Linked DNA regions of Mus musculus: regions 1, 2, 3, 5 and 6 are each linked to region 4. Evidence: chromatin contacts called from public HiChIP or PLAC-seq data. All regions are on one chromosome and are shown on one strand. Each heading gives the region's core, a stretch centred on a gene start, on an enhancer-like site or on the middle of the called end of the contact. The rest is flanking DNA. Distances are from core to core; before and after follow the strand shown.

Region 1 (2,700 bases), core at 45-2,544, 580 kb before region 4:
ATTCCAGAAGACAAAGCCCAGCAAAATTCATGAGAGCCTGGATAAGAACCTGGCACCCTTCCCAGAAACACAGTGCTCCACCAACTGGGTTATTCCCTCCTCCTTACTTGCAAACTTTGACTTCCTAATCCTAAGCCACCCCCCCCCCTCAAAAAAAATCATCCATAGGCCCTCCTCATCCCCTATTTTCCACCCCAGACCCCATCAGTCAGGAGCAGTCCTCTGGGGCTCTTATTCATACAGCCAGGGCAGAAGCCTTTAAGTCAAGACCAAGCATGACAGCTGCATTAGAAGGAGACTCCAGAAGACAGACTAGCAGCACCCCCAGCTAGCAACAGAAAAGAGAAACATCAGGACTCACATAGCTCACAGTAAAGACGGGAAACCCTTTAAAAAGGACAAGAAAATGAAACAAAAGACAAATCTACAAATCCAGCCACAAACTCAGACTTTAATTCTTCCTTATGGATTTGCTCCCTAAAAGCACAATCCAATGGGACCTTTTGAATTGACACACACACACTTGATCAAAAAAGAGTCAAACTTGGCCACAGTTTGCCCTTTAACTAGGAGAAGAAATTCGAGCTAAAATGTAAGCAGTGCTCCAGTGAATGGACCAGTGACAGAGGAGTTCCCCCACAGTGTGTGTCTCCATCCTGAAATGGTCATGAAGTTCATAAACATGGAAAGATCCCCCTATACCCTTCCTGGCCTGCAGCCCTGTAACAAGACAGATGGCATTATCCCATTTAAACTGAAGTACGCACCAAACACTATCTCCAGATGCTCAGCTTCTATAGCCTTAAACAGCACCAGCCTTGAAACGCTTTTACATTGCCAAACTTGAAATCAACGACTTAAAATGTTTAGAGAATTGTCCCCAAATTGGGGTGCGGGGCGGGGGTGCATTGCAAAATTCTCTTTTCTGGGAGAAAGAAAAAACACTTTATTTAATTAACTGTACACTACTCAGAGAGATAGGGCCTTAGGCCCCAGACATCTGTAGGGCAGTCATTGGGATGCAGTAAAGGCCTCTCCCTTGGGCAAGACACCTCACCCAGAATACACAAGAAACTGAAAGGCCAACCAGTGGCCTGGCTGTGAGACCCAAAGGTGAAGGAGGGAAACATTTAGCAGGCTAGAGAAGCTTTTGGGGGGAGCTGGCTAAGAGCCTGCGTGCCTGCAAGAACCCCTGGGAGGGTCACTTACTTGTCCAATATGAAATCACATTCTAGCTAGCAGGCCAGCAGGCCACCATGCACAGCCGCACCGCACCCAGCAGGGCGGTCCAAACAAGCTGTGACTCCGCCCGCTTCAGTCCAGCCCCTCCAGCAACCCTTGTAAGGAGCAACCTGATTGGTCCTTTGAAACGGGCACCGTGAATGGCCAGTACTTGTGAGCCCTGCTCCTCCCCACTGTACTGTAAGTCTTGGGTTTGCATTTCAAAATCCTTTCGCTGCCTGGATTTTAAAGATGCCCAGGCAACAGAGACGGCTCAATCTAAGCAATCCCCTCTGAGCGCCAGCTAACCTAGCCAACCTACAGTATGTGGTGGATATTTCCTGTTAAATCGCCCTCGGCTGAGCACCAGGATTGCTATGGGCTTCAATTCCTTGAACCCTTTATACCTGGTGCTTTTCAGGAACTCTCACACTTTATGCTGTGGTCGAGGCTTTGAGGTAGAGACGACACCGTAAATCTAAAAGATAGATGACCCCTGCCTTTGAGAAGTTGACATACCAGTAAGCTACATGGACTCTCGGTACCCTCATCGCTAGATACTGAGAGTCCAAAACCGGTTTGGCTTTTTTTTTTTCTTTTTTTTCTTTTTTCTTTTCCTGGGGACTATTCCAAGGTTGCGAAAACCAACCCTTCTCGATAACAGAGACTTCCTTAGTCAGACCTAGTGTGTTTATTATGTTAAGACTAGTATCCACATGACCTGAGAGTAAACGAGTGATCGATCTCTCTCCGTCATCCAGGTAAGAACTCGGTGAGGCTGAGGCCACAGGATTAGTCCTGCACTCTCCTGGAGGTCTTGGTTTGGATTTATTTTCCTCTACACAAGCAGTGTTCAACCTTCTTTGGTGACCTATATCAGATATTTACATTATGATTCATAACAATAGCAAAAGTAGATATGTGAAGTAACAAAAAATATAATTTTATGGTTGGGTCACAACAACCTGAGGAACTATTATAAAGGGTCTCAGCATCCGGACAGTTAAGAACCTAACTGTTAAGATCTACACTATGATTGCATTTCCAGCTATTCAAAAAATTGTCTGCACAGTCTCAGATCTGTTACTTAGTCATGTGGACCAAGCATACAACGGGAATTATAATATTAAGACCTGGTTGTCTTTCTTTCCGGAGCACTATGAAGAACAAATTAAGTACCAGACATGTATATGTTTTGCAAAAGTTTGGATGCTTAATACACATGCTACATTGGCTCAGCTCTTCCTTAATGTATCCCAGAAATGCAACGCGCCTGTTGCCTCACAGTCTATGGCTTGGGTGGGAACCTGAAAGGTCTCCTCGTTGCTAAACATAAACTAGTGTGTTGGCCTTTGTGGATAGCTGTTTCTCGTCTTTGCTGTATTTGAGTTTTTATTTGAGTCCTCTTAAATAGCATATGACCAGTAGCAAAAATAGTGTTGTGGCTGGGCCTCCAGCAGCCATTTTAAACAATAAAAG
Region 2 (2,700 bases), core at 166-2,665, 710 kb before region 4:
TTACCTCTACTGTGGAATTAAACAGCATGAATATAGTTGGACAATTTCTACATATTTGTATAGGAGAAAGGAAAAAAGCATTTTATAGGCAGGCACTAAATGGTGTAAGTGGTACTTAATAAAGAGCTTCACTGGGAAAAGCCCTGAAAATTAACAACCTAATCAGAAACCTTGGAAAATCATGAAAAACTGAAAGATTAGAATGAGGTTGAGAAGAAAACTCAGTGAGTCAATGTGAAAACATGATGAGCAAAAGAGAGGAAGCAGAGATGAAAGCTAAAAGTAACAAATGTCATAGAAGGAAACGGGAGCTATTACCACAGAGAAGGCAAACATTGACAGAAAAAGAAAGCCAAAGGATAACATGAGCAAGACTATGCAGTTGTGGAAACTTAGACGAAAGTACAATTTCACAGAAAAACAAAATTTACCAGAACAACACTAGAAACCTTTAGTGGGGCTATTAGTACTAGAGCAACTGAGTAAATAGTTTAAGCCAACCTTCCAATAATATTTTAGAAGTCCCTGTGGTTGTACCAGAAAGTCTAACATTCACTGAACTGGCCCCTCTGAAGTACTCTGGACTCCAGAATAGCTCCTTACTTTATTGCTAAAGCTAAGATAAGATGTAACAAAATTCAAACAACAGCACTACAGCAAATAGAAAACATAGGCTGTGCTCACAAACGTCGACATGACATGCAATGAATTCAATTTTTTACGTGCAAAAAAATACATATGAGCAACATTCAAGGATGCTTGAGTGACAGAAGACATATGAGTGTGTTACCACATTATTTTATTAAAGGGAAGAAAAATGATCTCTACATATTGCAGACCGTTCAATATTACTTCAAGACAAAAATTCACAAGGAAGTAAGAGAGAACAAGAATGGAAGCACAGAGGCTGAGTTTCACTCCCAGAGGGTCTGAGAGGGACAGGCATCCTTACTGTCTACAGGGAGATATAGCTGGACCACACAGCAGGAAGATGGTTAAGGGTAAAAGCATCCTGAAAGAGAATAAGTAAGGATCTATGGCATTGCAAGTCAGCCCTCGGCTCCTTCTCAACCCAGATCCCAGAGCTCTGGCTGCCAGGGTATAAGGACTGAAGATTAGTTTTGTGGGGATCTCATCAAAGCAAAGCAAACAACAAAACAACATATCCTATGCACATAGACAAATAAACCAAAATAGTAACAACATAAGGTTAATCCAGATTGGAAAGTTCACAGGTTCCAGGGTTGAACTACCACTATCCTTGTATACTATCTACATGGCTATCAAATTTCCCTCTAAATTCATTTCTGTCTATCCATCGATTAGTGCAGCCCTCAGCCCTTACCAGGGAAACTTCTTTGGGCAGTGGATCGTGGTAGATGGTGCAGAAACTCACTTCTGGCCAAAGTATAAAAGAGGAAGTGTCAATGGAGTATCCATCTACAAATGAGACAAGAGAGGGAGGAAGAGAGTGAGGGGAAAGGTAGGGAAGAAAGGGGAGAGAAAAAAGAGGGGGAAGGGAGGGAAAGAGAGACAGTGGGGGTAGCTTGAAGCATGGGAAGACTACATTGAAAAGGGCCTCTGCATATGCAGGGACCACAGTGCTCCTGAGCTCATGCCATGGGTGCTGCCTGCCCAAGATCAAGCCAGTCAATATTCTAGGACAGAGAGTGAAGGGCTTCTAAGCCCAACACCTAAGGATATGGGGGCAACACATTATGAGTTATATTTTCTAAACAAAGTTGGGGTGGATAGGGAGGCAGAAGAAGATCGGAGAGGAGTTAGGGAGAGGGATTGGGGGTGAATAGGATCAATACATTGTATGAAATTCTCAAAGACTTAATAAAAAAATCATATTATTTTAAAGTAAGGCTAATTGAAAGGAGCCTTGTTAGTGCAGTAGGTAGTGCGCCAGTCTCATAGAGGTAAAGATAACTGAGAAAGCAGAAAGGAGAGCCCAGCCAGTTTAGTCTAGTTGGAGGGGTCAAATGAAGGAATCGGAGCAAAGCTTAATAGCGGGCACCTGCTGTGTTTTCCTAGACAGGTAGAGAGTGAGGAAAAAAAAAAAAAGACCAAACACACTTGTAGTTCTTGAAGAACCTGAAGCAGCTTCAGCAAAAAGAAGGGGGCAGGGGGTGCTTCTTGCTCTCCAGATACACTCAGAGCAAAGCAACCTCAGAAGAATAAGCCAGCCCAGTTCCAGGGGCCTGGTCTTTCTCCGGAATTTCTCCAGCAAGACTATGAAAAGAAAGCCAGCCACAGTGCTGCATAATTTATGCACAGTTCACTGCACTGACAGGGCCAGGCCCCACTCTCAAGGGAAACCTTTTGTTCTCTGCTTGGGGAATGTAGAACCTGGAGAGTCTCAATTGAGCAAGCCAGTGAACAACAGAATAATTAGAGGTAAGGATGGGGATAAATTACCAAGATATTCCTGGCTGCAGCCTCTGGTACTTCACAGGCCTGTGATGGGTCTGTGTTGTTCAAGGCATACAAAAGACTGAATTAGCAGCATTGAAGATATTGCTCTAGGGGAGATATAATGACTGGGGCTGGACCACTAATGACATCAGCAAAGAGACAAGAGGGGCTTCTTTGGGAAGAAATAGCACTGCACCGACTGCGGCTGCTTGTGTTAGGGAGCTTTCAGGATGCACGCTTGTTACTACTGGCTCTGCACTTCATCAACACTTGCTGACA
Region 3 (2,860 bases), core at 320-2,819, 630 kb before region 4:
CGCAGATTATAATATTATGACTTAAACATTGATATGAAGAACGTGAGACCCATATGTATTTGGTGACAGAACTATTAATAGCAGAATCAAAGTTGATTAAGAATAACCAGACTCCAAAAACTGGGGAAATGGAGTGGAATTAGCATTCAAATGAATTAGTTTCAGAAGTGCTCCCTGAATACTAAGTATTGTTCTAAGCAGTTTACATATTTGATTATATGGTCTCCCAGAAGACCTATAGGAGAGAGAAAGAGAGAGAGAGAGAGAGAGAGAGAGAGAGAGAGAGAGAGAGAGAGAGAAAGAGAAAGAGAGAAAGAGAGAGAGAGAGTGTGTGTGTTAAGATATTCAGTAATCGTTATAGGACATGAAATTGAAGCAAAGAGTAATTAAATTCACCAGTTTATCAAAGCCAGGAAACTACAAAGTGGCACTAGAGCTTACTGTGTTCCCTGCTGTCTGGCTCTGGGGTCTATGAGGTGCTGGAAGATACAACTAAAGAGGAAGCTTGGAGATTATTATAATTGTTTAAATAATTTTTCCTTTACTTTTATTGTATATATTTTGTACATCTGTGCACCATATATGTGAAGTGCCTGCAGAGGCCAGAAAATTGAAGATATCCTGGGACTAGAGCTACAGATAGTTGTGAGTTGCCATGTAGGTACTGGATATTGAACACTGGTCCTCAGAACAAGAAGCAAATGCTCTTAACCAATGAGCCATCTCTCCAGCCTCTGATTACAAAATCTTGTTCACAATCCTCAAGCTGGCTAGGGAGAACATGTGAACTACTCCTGATGACTGTTCAAGTTCCAAAATACTTGCTTTATAAAGCACAGAATCTGTATGGCTATCAAGGAAAGCACTGCCATGAGAAAGAAATGAATATAAAGGGAAGTTAAAAAGTGAGGAAGGGGAGATGGAGGGAAGGAGAGACAACATCAGGGCCTGGGCAACATTGATAAGGGCTCATCAACTGTGCCCATGAACAAGGAGAAGAAACTGTGAGAGGGCCAGTCAGAAAGACTTCTCCTAAAATCAGTAAGAAATCAGAAAGGAATGGCAGACACCATCCATCCCTGAGGAAAGGGTGACTGCGTATGCAGCTTTAGAACAATTGAGACAGCAAGCACCTGGTAGATTCCAGAAGTGAACAGTCAAGAGGAAGGAGAACCAGCTCCCTCATGCATTTCTCACAAGAGGACAAAGAGCAGAGAAGAAGGAAAACAGGTCAAATAGAGGATATACACAGAGATCAGGAACAATGGAGATTAAGTAGGAAGAAGGAGGCCAAATAACAACAGAAGCAAGTGGACAAAAAGACAAAGGGAGTATTGGGTAAAAAGAAAGAACAGGCTAAGCATGAGCTATGAACAGAATGGAAGGAAAAATAAGGGAAAGACAATGACAGAGAGAGTATGAAGAAGGAAGGAGGAAGAGGAGGAGAAGAGGAAGAAATTCTGTGGGAAGCAGTGGGAACACAACAATGTCTTCAAGGAGACTGTGTATGGGGAGAGAAGGGCAGAGCCTGACTCTCTCAGTCCTTCCTTTAAATGAATGAAGTCATGTCTGATGTCACCGTCTGAGTCAAATGCCACTCAGAAGGAACGGTGGAAAGGTCTGTATCTTGTATTCAGTCCTATCCCCATGAATGAGAGGGGCTAACACTGGGATTTTTTTCGCCTTAGGGCACTGTGTAGCCTACTCTCGAGATGTGTGGAGTAAGATGAATGTTCCACCTAATCAGAAAGGAAGCTGAGCCATGAGAGTGCTCAAAGCTCCTCCTTGGAATTCTCAGGTTAATGTCCTTAGAGTGAGAGAGCTGGAAGTGGGTGGCAAACAACTGCTGGCTTTCTCTCACTGTGGCTAATGGGCAACTGGAATCTATACCATGATGTTCCAAAAGGAAATTCCAATTATAAACAGACCTCCAAGGACCTTGACTACCTAGTGCTCATTCTTCAGGGCTCATTCTTTAGGTACCACAGAGTATCCCTTACAAATTCTACTACCCCTAGTACTCCTAATCTAACCCTACCTTACCCCCTAGACAACCTCCCTGTCCTGTGACCTTGGCCTGTGAGCTGTGTAAAACTTGAGTACAATCTGAAACAGACCTCCCAACTCTACCAGACAGCGACTGCAGTAAGTGTGCCCCTCTTAGCATATCTCATTGCTTCAGATAGGACCTGGGAGCTCCTGTTTAAATAGGAACTGAGAGGTTCATGTTCAAATGGATGAGTGTTATTTTGGCAATATCCTAGTAGAAGTTGCTAATGTGATTTTCTTCATCTTTCTTCAAAGTCTGAAGAGCAGACAGTAAGCAACCTCTGTTTCAAAGAGGTCAGAGTCTGTTTACCGTGACTCATTTGGGATCCCATTTCACAGAGCATCTTGCTATAGTTTAGGTTAAGTGTCCCACAAAGCCCATAAAACTAAAGACAAAGGCATGGTGACCAGGCTGTGATTCTGTTGTAAAGTGATGAGACTTTGGGAACAGAAAGGTGACTAGTGTACTTTTTTATTAATTAACAAAAGAAAACATCCTTTTAAAATTGTTTTGGTTTGGAGAATAGCTTTTTTTTTAATGAGGGTTTATTTTGAAAATAAAATTTTCACTCAAACTTATACGAACACAATCCAAAATAAGATAATATCTAGTGACAGTTTTTCTGGTCAGATGACTTTACATAACTTTATAAAATATTCACATATGAATATCCCTTACTAATGCAAGTCTCTGATTTAAACCTAACTAAACATTATTGTAGTATCTTTTATTTTATAGTGTCAACAAGCTTATAAATTAGTAAATCTACTAAAATTTACATGTATGCATCCTTTCCTAAAAGCTGTCTGT
Region 4 (2,700 bases), core at 74-2,573:
TCCGGAGAGTGACTTTTTAGGGGAATTACATAGCATATTTAAAGGATGAAACCATAAAGTAAGGGAGGGCAAGCAGGGTAGGCTGTAGCTTCGGCCAATCATATTTTGACCATAAAGGGTTGAGCATGCGAATTTCCACCAATCAGAATAGGAGCTGGTTCCTGGGCCTGGGAACAAGAACTTAGTTTGACCCTACAGCAAGCTGGAGAGTGTCCTTGAGATGGCTGGACTCAAACTGCTGTCTCCTTACAACTTTCCCTGAGATGACTGGACGCAGACAATTGTCTCCTTCTAAGTTGTCTCTGAGATGGCTGGGCTCAAATAGCTGTCTCCTTACAACAGAAGCTCCCCCAGGGCCTGGGACCTTGAATTTAGTTTACCCCTATGATTAAATGAAGCCTGAAAACGACATGGTAGTACTTAAAAAAAAAAAAAAGAACAAGTTTATTTTGCGGGGCGTGGTGGCGCATGCCTTTAATCCCAGCACTTGGGAGGCAGAGGCAGGTGGATTTCTGAGTTCAAGGCCAGCCTGGTCAACAGAGTGAGTTCCAGAACAGCCAGGGCTATACAGAGAAACCCTATTTCAAAAAATCAAAACAAAACAACAACAAATCAGGTTTATTTTGCTGGTTCCCAATACACTTACCTGTCCAACACAGCTTCTACTACGTGAGACACTGTGCTGAACGCAGGCAGTGTAAGGACTACCAGACAGGTTTTATCCTTAAAGAAGTCACAGTCTGATCGAGAAGACAATGAGTCATGGATTCTAACTGTATGAGAGACAGATTTGAGGGCAGAAAAATGCAGAAGCAAGACTCTGATTTCTTGGAAAACCGTTAAGTTCTTTGCTTCACAGATTCCCAGCAATGATTTGTATGTATATGGCAAACACTCAGGGCAGAGTTTAAAAGATCAATCTACCAAGCTCTCTGTTTGAACAATCACGTCAGTTTTCTGAGTCTATTTACTTATCCATAAAATAAAATCCGTGAAACCTGCATCCATTCCACTGGGTCATTCTAATAATTCACGGTGGCGGGCGGGGCGGGTAGGCGCGCGCGCGCGTGTGTGTGTGTGCGAAAATGAACCAGAGACAATGGATGCCACAAAGCAGGGTCTCTCGCCTGAATGGAAAAAGATCTGCTGTGAGTTAGCCCACGTAAGACGTGAGAGAAGTGAGATAACCCATGCGGTCCTTGGGGAAGCAGCTTTCACGCAGTCTCCTGGTCTTACTCGCCGGAGTTCCCCGGAAGTGCGCCACGCCAAGGCCCCGCCTCCGGCCCTGGGCCCGCCCCCGGTCCCGCCCCGCCGCATCTCGCGGGATCTCGCGAGTACGCCTGCGTCAGGTGCAGTCATGGAGGCGGAGGAGGCGGATGTGGATGTGGAAGGAGATGTTGCGGCGGCTGCACAGCCGGGGTGAGGCGCGGAGCGGGGTCCTGCGGGCCGGGCTGTGCTAGGCAAGGGTCGGAGGATGCGGTTGGCCGAGGGTCCGTGTGGACGGCGTCGGGACCCGGGGTGCTCCCAGCCGGAAGTCGGCCGGGTCCGGGAGTGGACCCGGTGCCCCAGGTTGCACTGTTTATCTCCACTTTCTGGGCTGCGATGGACAGTGTTTAATTCGGATTCCTACCTGCATTCGCGCTGTCTCAGGCGCCTCACAGCATCTTGAACACTGGCGTCTAATTTAGTCCTGCGCCCGCTAGCGACCTGGTCCAGTCGTTTGATTCCTCCTTCTCAGAGCAAGTTGTTGAAAACTTGGGGGAAAGGCAGCTTACCCTAAAGGATCCAGATTTTAGAGTTGGACAAGTCATGTTTGCCTTTTGCTTTTGCTCTTCCTGTTTACTGTCACTCTGACCGTGATCAAGGCATTTGAGGCATTTCCAAGCAAGGCTCCGCTTGCTTGGAAACCAAGAATCACTTGTCGATCTTACTGTTGTAAGCATCGAATGAAATAATTCTGAGAGATGTTTTAGCATATGGAGAATGCTCGGCAGATGTTTTCTTTGCTGTGTTAGGATAATGTAGTGAAGACCCAGTTAGGGGTGTCATGCCAGTGCCTGCAAGGACGGGCAGTGTGATTTTAAACTGAACCTGATTTGACACGTGCCTTTAGGAGGACGCGGTATCCCTCCTTTTAAGTAATGGGGGCCAGATAGGACCTCCTGTAGAAGCCAGGTACATTACTTGTAACTTGTCAGCGACTTCGTTAGAATTCTGCTGAAGTACATACTATTACTAGTACTGCTCCATTTTCAGCCCATATAGTTCATTTGACAGGAGGGCTGCTCCACTGTAGACTGCCAGTCCTCCTCTATAAGGCACCAGAATAAGAAGCATTTTAAAATAGCCAGTGAGTTCTTAAAATGTGATGAAAATGAGGGGTAGTTAACTTCACATAAATATTTTCTCAAAAGTTCAAAAGTTACGTGGATAGCCTGAGATAGCAATAACTCTACACCAGTGTGATATATCAGACTTGAGCAAGTGCTTGTGATGTTTGAGAATCGGTGACCTCAGTGGGCGAGGGCAGTTTGGAGTTCATAAAGGAATTCACCTGGTGTTCAGTGACCGTCACCTGAAAGCATTGGCTCTGTGCCTCTCTCAAGGGTTCGTTTTAACTTTCCTGGTTGTGTTTAGTTTTTCATCCCTTTTTCTTGTACCATTTTCTTGACACTTGAGACTACTGGTGGCATGTTGTAA
Region 5 (2,700 bases), core at 2-2,501, 690 kb before region 4:
CAAAGATGCATAGGAAAGCCACAGAGCATCCATTCCCTCTCCAGTATACTGCCTCCAGCTATGACACATTCACCACATGGAAGCTTCTCAAATTCCCCCTAATAGGGATATTGGGGGGCTCTGCATATAGTATGACCGATTAACACAATCTCTACTGTTTCTGCACTTCCAGAAAGACAGGGTAGATTTGGGGGAGGTGGTGGGAGAATTTATAGTTGAAAGTTCCAAGCTTCTAACCATGACTTAGACTTCCTAGAGCTTAGTCCTCAGTTCTACGTGACCCAGAAGGCTACCCTGTGCTGCCTCATTAAAATAAGCAATGCTCCTGTCACCCAGAGCATCCCAAATGATTAAATAGTTCTAGGTCATTAAATAGGAAGTCATCACTCATTAGAATAAAGGATGATGTGAGCTTGCCTAGCACTGGGGGAAAGTAAATGTTTTAGGGTCTCTATGGCAGAAGCCAGGGGCTGAGACTAAACATGTATGTCTTAGTAAGCGGCAGCTCCTAAGAGAAGGTGTGGCCCTTCTTCATCCATTCTCCATTTTTCAGCCTAGAGGAAGGTATGTTAGTGCCCACCTGGGACCATGTAGACAGGAGCATCACCTCAATTACAGCACACCTGACCATCCTCCATAGTCATGGCTCCATACTATGGAGAATGTATGAACCTCAATGGAGAATATTTGAAAAAAAAAACAAACCACTGTATCTTCATTGAACACTGAACACACATGGGCTTCTTCCTTATAATTATTATCTATAAAATATAGCAACGATTTCTATATTGTTCTTACATCTTATTACATAATGTGTGTAATATAGAGATGGTTTAAATTATAGGGTGTGAAAGTTTCCAGGCAAATATGTTCCTACTTTATGTATCAGAGTTGAGAAACCTTGGGTTCTGGCATTTGAGGTTGATCATGAAACTTGTACACACTGATGGAAAGCAATACATGTACAAACCCTGGAGGTTCCAAGATGTTTCAGTGGAAATTGCCAAACTATCAGAAAAAAGAGAAATTCAATAATCTGTGCCAATGCTATTGTGATAATATAAGCCCACTCCAAAAAAAAAAAATAGAGAGGTCAGAGGTGAAAGTCAACTAAATAAAAGCCCTTAGTGTTGAACAAACAACACAAGCAAAGGGATAGAGTGATAAAGAATGAGGAGATACACACCAATGGATCATGTGTCCCAGGGCAATGTCAGGAAGTGAGATGGAGACTCAGAGATCAGCCAGGCCACAGTGGGACATGTATGGCATACTGACTCACTTCCTACAGGATGTCATAAGAATCATTTCCTGCAGGATGCAGAATGCTACTGAAAAATCTCAAATAGTTACATAATATCAGATTTACATTTATAGATAACAGAGGGAGGGACAGGACTAATTTTCATGTTGGTAACATCAATGAACGGTGGCATTTTAATTCCTAGGAGTACATGGCAATTTCTTGTACTCTGATAGACCTGTGTATATAATCAATTACATTCTGGCAATCTCTCATAATAAAGGGGAAAGATCTAATGATGTTAACTGTAGACAAGAGATTAAAAACAACCAATCAATTCATCTATTTAGCCATCTCTCATTCACCTATGCCTTTATGCATGTCATCCACCCAATCACCCTCATACTGGAGAAGAAAGTCGGTTGAATGAAATTTTAAATAATGATAATAATAATGGTTATAAAGATAATAGGCACTTGTTAGAAATAGTTTTCCATATAAATTTGACCCAGTTCATGGGAGAGTCCTTATCTGACCTAGCAGTAAGTATATACGCAGGGCCCACAAACAGATCTGACACCTGTAGAAACCACTAATGTCTCTAAGTACTTAAAACATCTCACTACTCTGGGAATCTCTACCAAAAGGACAAGAAATGAATCTAAAGCCAGCATATGCGAGGGGTTGCATAATGGGTGTCAAACCAGCATATGTGGGAGTTTGCATAAAGCATGCCATATAGAACATTTGGATACCACTTTCAGGGCCCTGTAGCAATACTGTGTTTCAAATAGAAGTGGGTGTGGACAGTGCTGTAAGAACTGGCATTGCCTCCAGTTTGTTATCACAGAGCAGAAAAGCCCCAGTAATTATTTTCTCTCTAACTGTGGTGCATTCTTTGCCAGTTAATTCTTTGCTTTTTTTGTCTAAATTTGGACCAGAAAATTAGCTCTTAAAAAAAAAAACCTGAAGATACTAGAACAAGCCACTTACAGCCTGGGGCTTACTCCCGATTGCTGCTTAAGGAATGAGAAGAGGGAAGGAAGTGGCATTTTGATTTGGATGCCATTTAGCCAGAGGAGAGAGAAATCAGCTCTGAAACAGGACCATGCAGCTCTAAAATTCATTGGAAACAATTCAGGCAATGTTGCCAAATGAAAAGAAGCAAAGAAAGAACTATGGGCTGGGTTTGTCAGGCAGTAACAACAACAATCTGTACTTGCTACCACTCACTCACAACTCGGGATCGCCCAAGCTGTGTGGATTCAAACCAGAGTCCTGAGGTCCCGACAGCTGATGTTGACTTACTCATTGATTCAACCACAAATGCCCAGTGCGCTTGTGTGTACACCTGTGCATGCATAGGTGTACGTGTATGTATGCTGAAAATAGCCCTGAACGAGAAAGGAAAGAAAACAAGACTCACAGTGGGCAGTTGGGATGAGGGTGAGGAGCAG
Region 6 (2,857 bases), core at 112-2,611, 730 kb before region 4:
AACTTCTTCATGCTTCATGGTTGTCTTTTGTAAAAGGGAAAGGGGTATGCACTATATTTCTCACTGGGTTGTTGTAAAGTAAAAATGCATACTAAGTACTTGGCATAGCATCTAGTAACTGTTCATTAAATGCTAGTTATTAATTCCTATCTTCTGCCCTGCTATTAAAATAAAGTAGCTTTCACTAAAGTTTCTCCTATAACCTGAATATGGCCACTAAAATTGATGTGTTGCAAACTTAATATCCAGAAAAAAAACTGATGAGAAAGGGCCTTTAGGGATATGGATGAGTGCATTAATGCTCATATGTAAACAGTCTGGAGTGATGAGTTTACTCTCTTATCCTGTCTTTCTCCCTGTGAGAACACAGAAAGTCAACCAATATCAGACCCCAGTAGATTGTCTCCAAAACTGGGAGACACAGAGTACTAGTGTTCATAAATGCCCTAGTCTGTAGTATCATGGAGCATATACAGATTGGTACACCCCTACACACACACACACACACACACACACACACACACACACACACACACACATGTCACTGTATAAGCAGACAGTTTTCAGTCTTCACCTCCCTCTGCTTACAACCACAGAGACCCTTCCTCCACACTGTAAACATTCCTGGTCTGGCTATATTGATGGCTTTTACAGATATCTGCAGGCACCCTCAGCCTTGTCTTTCATGAGCTGGAATTGCTCAAAGCTTTCTCACATCCATTTCTATTCCCTCTCTAAAGATGGTAACACATATCCACAGCATCCGATGACAGTCCCACTGCTGACATCCATCCTTACCTACTTCCCCAGCATAGACCAATACTATTTGTAAGGTATTTACTAAGCACTCATATTCTGAATTGTTTTCTATTTGCTATGTGCCATTGAGTATGCTCTAGCAGCCTATAACAAGAACGCAAAGACAATAAAAAATAAAATAGACTAAAGAGTAAATGAATCCAAGGGTGAACACAAAATGAAGTGAGATGAATTTATTAGTGCTCACAAGCCCACTACAAATGAGTCTCCAGTTTGCTTTGCATACTCAATGTAGCAAAGGGGTTAAGGGACATTGTGGAAGTTGCTCAATGTGATATCTATGTGAAACAGAAAAAAAATGAAAGTCATTATTAAAGAGAGGAGAGAGAGAGAGAGAGAGAGAGAGAGAGAGAGAGAGAGAGAGAGAGAGAGACAGAGAGAGAGATTGATTGGTTGTGTTCTTATACCAGACAAGATCTACCCCATCAATGACACATTAAGAGAGCCTCAGGGAAGAACTAACTTTCACAGCACTAGAAGGTAATATGCAAGCTTCTAAGGAAGGAAAGAAATAGTCTTACCCAGCTATAATGCCCATAAACCACACCAATGACCCACATGACAAGACTTCCCTAAAAGTGCAACAGTGACATTTATATCTTGGTGGTAACTAATAGCCATCTAACTGTACTCAAGGCCTGCTTAGCAGGTGGGAAAACTAGTCAACTGCACCTGGCTTGTGAGGCCATGGATCTTAGACGAGGACCTACAAGATCCATTGTGGTAAACAAGTTTAATTCCTAACTGTAGTCTAAATACTTATCTGCACATGGACAGATAAGCATAGATCTTAACAACCATCAAAACACTTGGTTTTTTTTGCAACAGCAGGGGACCATTATAAAAAAAGCCCAAATGGTTAAAATGAACAACTGATACTAGGGTGCCTATCGCCAGCTGATAAACCAGAAAAAAAAAAAACCAACAACAACAAACAAACAAACAAACAAAAAACCTCCTGCACCTGTGTCTCAGGAAACCCTGAGGAAAAAAACATGAAAGTATTTTAAGAGCCATAAATCCATGAAGGTTGCTATAAGATTGTGCCTTCTAGCTATTACAGAAAAAACTACACTAATGAAATCACAACAGCATGTTCTTAATCAGGACTTGAACAATTCAAACAACAGTTGGCATCACAATGCAGATGGGAGCAATCTCACCAGGTCCCATGCCTAGATGAAGAGGTAAATGCGATTAAAAACTGATGAGATAGGGAGAATTGGTCTTTCCCAGGGATTAGTCCCCTGTGTGGTTATCCAATGCTAAGTACTCACCACTAGAAATATGAATATATATGTACGTATATATTCATAATATGAACATATATATGTAACACTGAAAGAACTCTGCAGGCTGTATTTATATGATGATTTGTTCCTATGTCTATACAAAGGCTGAAGAAAAAGAATCCATAAATTCAGGTTGGACATGGGGGAACAGAATGGTGAATGGGGAAGGATAATGCAAATATATTTTAGTTCAATTTTTAAAAGGCTTTATATGAAGTCACTGAAGTTACCAAGCAGATATACTGCTTGCCCTTTGAACCCCACACAGGTTAAGTACTGGTTTGGTAGTACAAGGCAGCATCAGGTTGCAAACTCATGTTAGTCTAGCTCCCCAACAGTTACCCCAAAGTAAGTCTGGAAAATAAACACTGTTTTCCCCCAGTAGCAAGAGTCAACCTCAGACCTTTGTGCATGGTGTGCATCACAGAACAAGCAAGACACTGCAAAGATTTTGCTTTTAACAACGTGCTGGCAGCTGAGTTGCTTCAGTTTAAAGCCAAGATACAAAGTCCTTGACAGAAAAGGGCAGGAGGAGGGGCAAAGAACATGAAGTATTAATAAGCCTCATAAAATCATTACCTTGTCCCTTAAGTAGCTTCTGAAATAGGAACAGCAGGGAAGAACACCAATAGGGGTATTTGGTTTGCTCTCCCCTCCCATACGTTGTATATTTCTACAGGTAAAATGGTATGAAAATTTAACAGAATTTTAATGTCATTCTCTAAGTTTTATGATACCACAAAGAG

The links. HiChIP or PLAC-seq counts read pairs in DNA pulled down with a chosen protein or histone mark.
Region 1: an H3K4me3 HiChIP or PLAC-seq map of bone marrow-derived macrophages shows a contact between it and region 4, with 7 times the contacts expected there. The contact joins the promoter of Fggy here to the promoter of Mysm1 in region 4. A contact is called at or near these places in 11 of 39 promoter capture datasets (the C10 cell line, cranial neural crest, embryonic stem cells and 6 more), 3 of 484 Hi-C or Micro-C datasets (B cells, bone marrow-derived macrophages and hematopoietic stem and progenitor cells), 11 of 115 datasets of contacts at active chromatin or transcription factors (astrocytes, bone marrow-derived macrophages, cardiomyocytes and 7 more) and 3 of 9 other capture datasets (adipose tissue, liver and macrophages).
Region 2: an H3K4me3 HiChIP or PLAC-seq map of bone marrow-derived macrophages shows a contact between it and region 4, with 7 times the contacts expected there. The contact joins the enhancer-like site here to the promoter of Mysm1 in region 4. A contact is called at or near these places in 9 of 39 promoter capture datasets (the C10 cell line, the HPC-7 cell line, cranial neural crest and 6 more), 2 of 484 Hi-C or Micro-C datasets (bone marrow-derived macrophages and embryonic stem cells), 12 of 115 datasets of contacts at active chromatin or transcription factors (T-cell acute lymphoblastic leukemia, bone marrow-derived macrophages, embryonic limb bud and 4 more) and 3 of 9 other capture datasets (adipose tissue, liver and pancreatic islet).
Region 3: an H3K4me3 HiChIP or PLAC-seq map of bone marrow-derived macrophages shows a contact between it and region 4, with 3 times the contacts expected there. The contact joins the enhancer-like site here to the promoter of Mysm1 in region 4. A contact is called at or near these places in 6 of 39 promoter capture datasets (cranial neural crest, embryonic stem cells, hippocampal neurons and 3 more), 9 of 115 datasets of contacts at active chromatin or transcription factors (acute myeloid leukemia, astrocytes, bone marrow-derived macrophages and 6 more) and 3 of 9 other capture datasets (adipose tissue, embryonic stem cells and liver).
Region 5: an H3K4me3 HiChIP or PLAC-seq map of bone marrow-derived macrophages shows a contact between it and region 4, with 4 times the contacts expected there. The contact joins the enhancer-like site here to the promoter of Mysm1 in region 4. A contact is called at or near these places in 5 of 39 promoter capture datasets (the HPC-7 cell line, cranial neural crest, frontonasal cranial neural crest and 2 more), 9 of 115 datasets of contacts at active chromatin or transcription factors (T-cell acute lymphoblastic leukemia, acute myeloid leukemia, bone marrow-derived macrophages and 4 more) and 2 of 9 other capture datasets (adipose tissue and liver).
Region 6: a contact with region 4 is called in an H3K4me3 HiChIP or PLAC-seq map of bone marrow-derived macrophages, with 5 times the contacts expected there. The contact joins the enhancer-like site here to the promoter of Mysm1 in region 4. A contact is called at or near these places in 6 of 39 promoter capture datasets (the C10 cell line, cranial neural crest, hippocampal neurons and 3 more), 5 of 115 datasets of contacts at active chromatin or transcription factors (acute myeloid leukemia, bone marrow-derived macrophages, differentiating embryonic stem cells and 1 more) and 2 of 9 other capture datasets (adipose tissue and liver).

What each region holds. Positions count from the first base shown.
Region 1 is chr4:95,556,101-95,558,800 of GRCm38.p6, reverse strand. It overlaps Fggy (FGGY carbohydrate kinase domain containing), which reads right to left and starts at 1,294. Exons shown (of 16, transcript NM_001113412.1): 1 at 1,210-1,294. It overlaps Gm40206 (a long non-coding RNA gene), which reads left to right and starts at 1,435. Exons shown (of 2, transcript XR_867942.1): 1 at 1,435-1,982.
Region 2 is chr4:95,684,551-95,687,250 of GRCm38.p6, reverse strand. The region is part of intron 5 of Fggy (FGGY carbohydrate kinase domain containing); the gene reads right to left. Among named protein-coding and RNA genes, the nearest start is that of Fggy, 130 kb to the right of the region's middle. Within about 2 kb of position 1,415, at least 96 of the 459 cell types and tissues checked have an H3K27ac peak or open chromatin away from gene starts, as enhancers often do. A contact at or near this core is called in bone marrow-derived macrophages, embryonic stem cells and stem cell-derived epiblast-like cells, where this site is marked.
Region 3 is chr4:95,612,155-95,615,014 of GRCm38.p6, reverse strand. All of the region lies in intron 4 of Fggy (FGGY carbohydrate kinase domain containing), which reads right to left. Among named protein-coding and RNA genes, the nearest start is that of Fggy, 56 kb to the right of the region's middle. Within about 2 kb of position 1,569, at least 4 of the 459 cell types and tissues checked have an H3K27ac peak or open chromatin away from gene starts, as enhancers often do. A contact at or near this core is called in bone marrow-derived macrophages, where this site is marked.
Region 4 is chr4:94,977,723-94,980,422 of GRCm38.p6, reverse strand. It overlaps Mysm1 (myb-like, SWIRM and MPN domains 1), which reads left to right and starts at 1,323. Exons shown (of 20, transcript NM_177239.3): 1 at 1,323-1,419. The coding sequence starts at 1,358. It overlaps Gm12694 (a long non-coding RNA gene), which reads right to left and starts at 1,302. Exons shown (of 3, transcript XR_867913.3): 1 at 647-1,302.
Region 5 is chr4:95,666,357-95,669,056 of GRCm38.p6, reverse strand. The region is part of intron 5 of Fggy (FGGY carbohydrate kinase domain containing); the gene reads right to left. Among named protein-coding and RNA genes, the nearest start is that of Fggy, 110 kb to the right of the region's middle. Within about 2 kb of position 1,251, at least 25 of the 459 cell types and tissues checked have an H3K27ac peak or open chromatin away from gene starts, as enhancers often do. A contact at or near this core is called in bone marrow-derived macrophages and hippocampal neurons, where this site is marked.
Region 6 is chr4:95,708,460-95,711,316 of GRCm38.p6, reverse strand. The region is part of intron 6 of Fggy (FGGY carbohydrate kinase domain containing); the gene reads right to left. Among named protein-coding and RNA genes, the nearest start is that of Fggy, 150 kb to the right of the region's middle. Within about 2 kb of position 1,361, at least 13 of the 459 cell types and tissues checked have an H3K27ac peak or open chromatin away from gene starts, as enhancers often do. A contact at or near this core is called in acute myeloid leukemia and bone marrow-derived macrophages, where this site is marked.